Regions from separate parts of the Sus scrofa genome. Here region 1 is linked to region 2. The links are chromatin contacts, called in public HiChIP or PLAC-seq maps. All regions are on one chromosome and are shown on one strand. Each heading gives the region's core, a stretch centred on a gene start, on an enhancer-like site or on the middle of the called end of the contact. The rest is flanking DNA. Distances are from core to core; before and after follow the strand shown. Region 1 holds the start of LETM1 (leucine zipper and EF-hand containing transmembrane protein 1). Region 2 holds the start of TMEM129 (E3 ubiquitin-protein ligase TM129).

What was found. HiChIP or PLAC-seq counts read pairs in DNA pulled down with a chosen protein or histone mark.
Region 1: an H3K27ac HiChIP or PLAC-seq map of alveolar macrophages shows a contact between it and region 2. The contact joins the promoter of LETM1 here to the promoter of TMEM129 in region 2. A contact is called at or near these places in 2 of 5 promoter capture datasets (fetal liver and liver), 3 of 47 Hi-C or Micro-C datasets (embryonic fibroblasts, epiblast stem cells and liver) and 1 of 2 datasets of contacts at active chromatin or transcription factors (alveolar macrophages).

What each region holds. Positions count from the first base shown.
Region 1 is chr8:924,865-927,979 of Sscrofa11.1, forward strand. It overlaps LETM1 (leucine zipper and EF-hand containing transmembrane protein 1), which reads right to left and starts at 1,629. Exons shown (of 14, transcript NM_001244948.1): 1 at 1,384-1,629. The coding sequence starts at 1,444.
Region 2 is chr8:824,817-828,047 of Sscrofa11.1, forward strand. TMEM129 (E3 ubiquitin-protein ligase TM129) reads right to left here and starts at 1,417. Exons shown (of 4, transcript XM_003128802.4): 1 at 162-1,417. The coding sequence starts at 366. It overlaps TACC3 (transforming acidic coiled-coil-containing protein 3), which reads left to right and starts at 617. Exons shown (of 16, transcript XM_003128804.5): 1 at 617-1,035; 2 at 2,740-2,902; 3 at 3,057-3,199. The coding sequence starts at 2,741.

The DNA of each region.
Region 1 (3,115 bases), core at 379-2,878, 100 kb after region 2:
AGCTGACAGACACCACCTCAGCTTGGCGATCAGTGTCAGCCTGGAGCACTGGAGGTCCTCCTGCCGCAGGCACTTCTCCCCCCCCATAAGGGAAATCTGAATTTACTGTGGACCTTAGTTAAGGACAACGTGTTACTGCTGGTTTACTCATTAAAACAACGGCCCACGCTGTGACTGAAGATGCCAGCAACCGGGGAGATGTGCTGCCCCCCCACACAACAAGCAGGAGCGTCACTGCTGAGGATGTGTTTGGACTCTGGCTCCCACAGCCCAGCCCTGGGCCCTGCAGGCTCTGGTGCCCTGCAGGTCCCACAGCAAATGAGCTGTCAGACTACCTCTCAGCCTCTTAATGTCTGCGTGAAGCACGGTGCCAACTACAGGAAACACTTGTATCCCTGGAATGATACAATCAGGGAACACACTCCGCTAATTTTTAAACCATAAGCAGGCTACAGAAATGTGTGTGGCCCATCACCATTATGAGGCAAGAGGTACAGACAGGGCTCTGCAGCAGACAGAAAGATCACAGGCTGGTCTGGGCACCCACACTGTTCACACAGTGAACTCTTGCCTCTCTGAAGATCTGAGCAGCCAATCAGCCACTGTTGTTAAAAATGACAATAACAGTTTCTCCCGGGGCCTTTAGACACAGTAAAGCACCATGACACATGCAGTTTTACTTCAGAACCTCAATTTTCTAGGACAAAAAATAAGGAACAAACTCAGAAAAGTTAGCTTAAAAAGAGACACAGAGAGTGAGGGTTAGGGCGGGCACGCTACGTGTGGGTCCCGAAGAGCCCCGAGTTAAGTGTGATCTCCGTGTCACAACTAGGGTCACCGAGGCTCCAGGCACTGCCCAGCTGTGGACCCACCCTCCACAGACGCCCAACAACACCCTAAAGATACGGGTCCCGGGGACGTCCTGCAAGCCCACAGGTCCTGATCGCCCGGAACGCGGCCCGAGGGCGCGGCTGTCTCCGCGAGCGGGCCCCCAGTTCCACCCGCCTCAACCGCGGAGGAGCGCCGACACCGTCCCAGGGCTGCCTGGCAGCACCCTCTCTTCCAAACTTTGCTGACCCCGCTCCCGACGCCGCGGCCAGCGGCTGGGCGACTGAGGTCACGGCGCGAGTGAGTCACAGGCCGCCCCGCGCGCCCGCACCCACCGCCCTGCGCTCGCCACGCCCGGCTCACGCCCAGCAGGGCGGGGCGGCGGGCAAGGCCGCTCCCGGCGTGACCCCAAGTCCGGCCTGGGTCCGAGCGCCGCGCCCCGCCCCCCCGCAGCCGCCCGGACGCGGGGGCGCCCGGGTCGGGGCAGGCGGACCCGAGGCCCTCTCCAGCCCGCCGCCTCGGCCCCGAGCCGTCCGCGGGGCGCCGGCCGCTTACCCCTCGGCGGGAGGCGGGCAGGCCCCCGGCCGCGGCAGCTCCTCAGTAAGATGGACGCCATGTGCCCGGCGCGGCGGCCGCCCGGTCTCCTGCGGCTGCTGCTCCTCTTCCGCGGCGGCCGCGGCTCCTCGCCGGCCGGTAGCGCCTCGGCCGGCCCGCAGACGGTTGAGGGCGGCGGTTGGCTGCGGGCGGCGGGCGCTCAGCTCAAGGACCCGGCACCGGCAGCGGCCATGTCCCGGCGCCGACATCCGGTGGCGCGGGGCGGGGCGGCCGGGCCGCCGCTCCCATTGGGCCCCTCGAGCGCCCGGCGCCGGCCAGGTGAGGGGCGGGCCCGGTGAGGGGCGGGCCCGCGCCGCCGCGGACTGCCCGTCCCGGCGTGCCCCGCGGCGACTGCCCCCCCCAGCGCGCTGCATTCTGGGCCGCGGCGCGCCGCCCGGCCCCGCGTGCGGGCCGCACAGGCGTGGGGAGCCGGCGGCGCATGCGTGGTGGGCCCTCCCGCCTTCCCTCTTCCCTGCGGCGGCGGCGGGGGAGTCAGCCCGCAGCGCGCTCCAGCGGCGAGCCGCGCGCGGCAGATGCCCCGGGGACGTTTGGGGAAGGACCCAGCCAGGGGCTGGGGGGCGCCGGCAGCCGGGCATGTCTGGCCGAGCCCTAGGTCGGTGTCGGTCCCGTCCCAGGCCGTCGCTCGCTGCACCTGGGGCCCTGGGTTTAGGGCGGCGCCCGCCAGGGCTGCGCCGAGCCCGCGGGTCCTACCCGCTGACCACGCCGGAAGGGAGGGCCCAGGCAGCCGTGACCTTTGAGCCCCACATTTTCCTTCCCTAAGGTCCGGTCAGACTGTCGCGGGGGCATCGACGAAGTGATGCTTGGAGAGCCGGCAGGGTGGGACTTGGCGGCTCCTGGGGCCCAGCGGACCACGGCCTCCCCAGCAGGTCACGGCCACCAGCTTGCCCCTCAGCCCTTCCCCTGGACGCTCCACCCTGCTTCCCACGCGCAGCCTGTGCTCCTCTCGGGGCCTCCACCCAGAAGGTCTTGTTAGTCCTTCTCACCTCCTCGGCCTGTCTGTCTTGCTCGTTGGTGTAAACCCAGGACCCTGTGTGGTGAGGTTCTGCAGTGCGCACTCAGTGCGTATCTGTTCTCGGGTGCAGGAGTGTGGACTCCTGATCCCAGCAGGCTCCTGAGTCTTCAGGGACTGGTTGAATGGCAATCTTCCCCAGGAGGTTCCCCCCAAACCCAGTCCTCACCATCTGGAAGAAGTAGCCTGCCTGCGGTGGTTTTCCTGAACCTCTCTGAGCGGGAACTGCCAGGTGCTGGACAGGGATGGGCCTAGAATTCCCGCCTCAGAGGGGAGAGGGTGCAGGTGACTTTGAAGATAACATGAAGTGCCTGTATTGACACTGGGCAGTGAGCACTATGGACTTAAAATTCAGGGTTAATCTAAGCTCGCCTATACCTGAAACCCAGGCTTCTACTGCCAACAAACTGTAAAGCCAGGAGAGAGGGGGGCGTAAGGCAGGAGAGTTCTCATTGCCCTGTCCCCATCCAGGGCTAGGCCTGAACCAGGGCCAACAGGTGCTCAGGGTTGGACAGCACCGGCTTTTTAAAGCCCAAAGTGTAGTAATACCCTCCTGTTAGTACAAGTAACTGATTTGGGCTCTGGGCTCCTTAGGGCTCTGTCCCAAAGCTGTCCAGGGGCAGAGGGGAGGCCCCCCAGAGGGGGCAAGAATCAAAGCAGGGT
Region 2 (3,231 bases), core at 167-2,666:
GCTGCGACCAGCACCCTCCTCCTCGCACGGGGCGCTTAGCCCACGGCCTCGGCTCTGCGGCCCGCGCGCGCTCCCCCGTCTCTTCCCCCCTGGGGTCCGGGAGATGGGCCTCCAGCGCCCCCCCCCCGCCCCCAGCTCCGCCGCGCGCCCCGCGAGCTCACCGAGCGGCAGCAGCGAGTGGCACAGCAGCGTGGCGGCCGTGCGGCGCAGGTGGTAGGGCACGAAGGCGGCGTCCTCGCTGCCCAGCCAGCCCGACAGCAGGTTCTGCACCGTGAGCCCGGCCGAGTGGAACTCGGTGGGGGTGAACACGAAGCATACGGCGAACACCAGGTAGGCCAGCGTGAAGGTGACCTCGGGGCTGTCCATCGCGCCGCCGTAGCCGCCGGGAAGCCGTCCGGGCGAGGCCCCCCGCCCCGGGGCGCAAAACAGGCCTCAGCGTCCGCGTCCGGTAGGCGCCGGGGCCGCGCGGGGCGCCCTGGGACGTGTAGTCCCCACCCTCAGGCCGCTCGCGGGGCGCTCTGGGAAATGAAGTTCCAGGACCCCGCTCGCGGCCAGACGTCCTGAGCCGCCGCGGCAGTCCTCGCGAGGGTTTGGAGCCTCCCCACGACCCGCCCTGAGGGCGGCGCTGAACTTGGCTCCATTCCACAGCTGGGAATACAGACTCGGGCGAGCAGCTCTCAGGCCCTGGGCCTTTCCGCGCAGCCCAGGCGCGTCTGCGCAGAGCCCGAGATTCCTGGGCGACGGCGGGCCCCGCACTCACCGCCCGCTCTCGAGCCGCGTTTCACCTTCGTCTGCTGGACGAGCCTGGGCTACCGAGAATTCCAGGGGCCGCCCTGCCTAGCGTGCCGCCTCGCCCGGAAGCGGAAGCCGCCTCTTGGGCGCAGCCTCCCATTGGCCTTCGACGCCCTGTGTCCCGCCCCGGCCACGCGCTGATTGGCCGTACGCGCCAACCGTCGATATTTGAATCGGCGGCGGGCAGCCGGGCTCCCGGACACGGCGCCTCCCGCTCCTTCGGTTCCGCGCAGCGGCCGGCAGGTAAGACGGCGACCGGGTCCGGGCTCGGGGCTCCGTTCCTGCCTCTTCTGGCCTGTCCTCGGGCCTTAGCCTGTCGCAGTGGCGGCCTGGACACGGATCTCTGACTCCTCCCGCGGCGCCGCGGTGCCCACAGTCGGCTCTCCTCGCCCCCCCCACCTCGGGGCGCCCCCTTCCCCGGGGTCCCATCTCGCCCGCACTCATCCAGCCGGCCCGGCCGCAGCTGGCAGCGGAGCCGGTGGGCTCTCGGCCCTGCCTCCCGAGGACGCCTAGTGGCCCCTATATCGCCCTCCACGAGGACCCTCCGGCCGGTCGCACCGGTCTTCCCTCTCCCCGGTGACCTCGCCCAGCCCCCGGCCCCCTGTGGCGGTGACCCGCACTGGCACTCCGCCCCTGACCAGCCTCCGCCTTGCTGCCCGGCCCCTCCTCCCGGCGCAGCCCCACCTGTGAGTCATCACCGACCCCGCGGCACCTGCAGCAGAAACCTGGGCTCCAGCGCTGATTCTCAAGAGCCTGCCGGCAGGCCCTCGACGCCAGTCCTCCTCCGCGCTGGCCTCGCCCCTTCTGCTCAGGAGCCGCCTCCCTGGCCCCCCGTCATTAGTAGGAGCCAAACCCGTAGAGGCTGCCATTGTCGCACCCCCACCTTCCCCAGGTGAAGGGATCCCACAGAAAGGGTGCTCTAAGTCTCCCTCCTGTGGCCCAGGGCCCTCCGGCCCCTCCCCGTTTCACCCCGTCCCCCAGGCCAAACCCAGTAGTCCCCCTTGACTTAGGCTTCCCTTTCCCACCTCCCCACGCCGCGTGTGGGCCTGCTGGCCAAGCCAGGGCTGACCGCTCCCCCCTGGCCACAGACAAGAGCCTCTGGCTCCCTGCTTCCCTCCTCCCGCTCCCTGCTCCACACGCAGCACCCAACCCCACACCCTCCAGGCGGCTCATCCCCCTGACCTCACCTCGTTCCAGGGCACCCGTGTTCCTTAGGCCCCAGCCGTTTTGCTCTTGCAGCTGAGGTCCCCGGGGCCCCCACCCCCAGCAGGTACCTGTGCTGCCCAGTTTTCTGGTGACTCCTAAGTTGGGAATGCCGGGTAGGTGACCATGATGAATTTGGGAAGGAGGAGTAGGACTATTCTAGAACCTCGTGGACCCGACCGGAGGCCCCTGGTGTGTTTCTAGTCTCCAGACCCTGGTGTAGAAGCACCTCAACTCCCCACAGGTGATCCTGCACGTGCCGCTTGTTACCATCCCTGCTCCTCCTCTGAGCCTTGGCCCTCCTGGCGCCCCCGTCGGTGGGCAGAGAGCCAGCTGCCCTGCCCTTCTGCTTTTCTGCCCTCCTCCATCTCGGCTGCCTGCTCCAGCCCCAGTGCCAAGGCCTCTGCCAGTTTTGTCACAGATCAGCCCTTATCTGTCTCCCAACTTTTACCCACAAAGTTCCAGTTATTTCGAGGACCTGTTCTTCCTTCTTGCCCTGTGGGCTGAGAGCCCTCCTAGCTCTTTCTCCCGGGAGGGGCAGCTCCCCCCAGAACGGGATAAGGACACGCTCTGGCAGAGGACATGCTGCCTGCGGTGTCTCACACACACACACACACGCCCGTGCAGGAAGGGGACGTCCACCCTGCGGCACCGTGGGGTCAGCTCGCTTGTCTTCACATATGTGCGTCTAGACAACAGGGTGTCCCCGCCCTCCTCTTGACTCACAACTCTCTGCTTTCCCAGAATGAGTCTGCACGTCTTCAGTGATGAAAATGTCACTGGTGACAGAAGTACAGAAAATTGCGACTTCCTGTTTTCACCACTGGAACTTACCGGAAGATCATCTGTCCTCCGGCTGTCCCAGAAAGAAAATGTGCCGCCCAAGAGCACAGCCAAAGCCACGAAGGTGAGCCCCGCAGATCTCCTGGGGGTCACACGTGCAGTCCCGGGGCCTGCTTTCCCGGGGCCTTAGCCAGCTGGCCGGGCGGGGCCCGGTGGCTTCTAGTGTGGTGGGGGAAGGTGTGAGTTATTGGACGAGTGCCTTCCTGTCTCCCCGACAGGTGACTTTTCAGACACCTCTGCGGGATCCACAGACTCACCGGATCTTAAGTCCCAGCATGGGCAGCAAGCTGGACGCTTCTTCAGCTCTAGGGGACACCGTTGGACTAGAAAGCTCTCATCAAGGCCGGGCCCGGAAAGAGAGGTAAGTGTTGGCGCTGTTTGGCAACCCGCAAT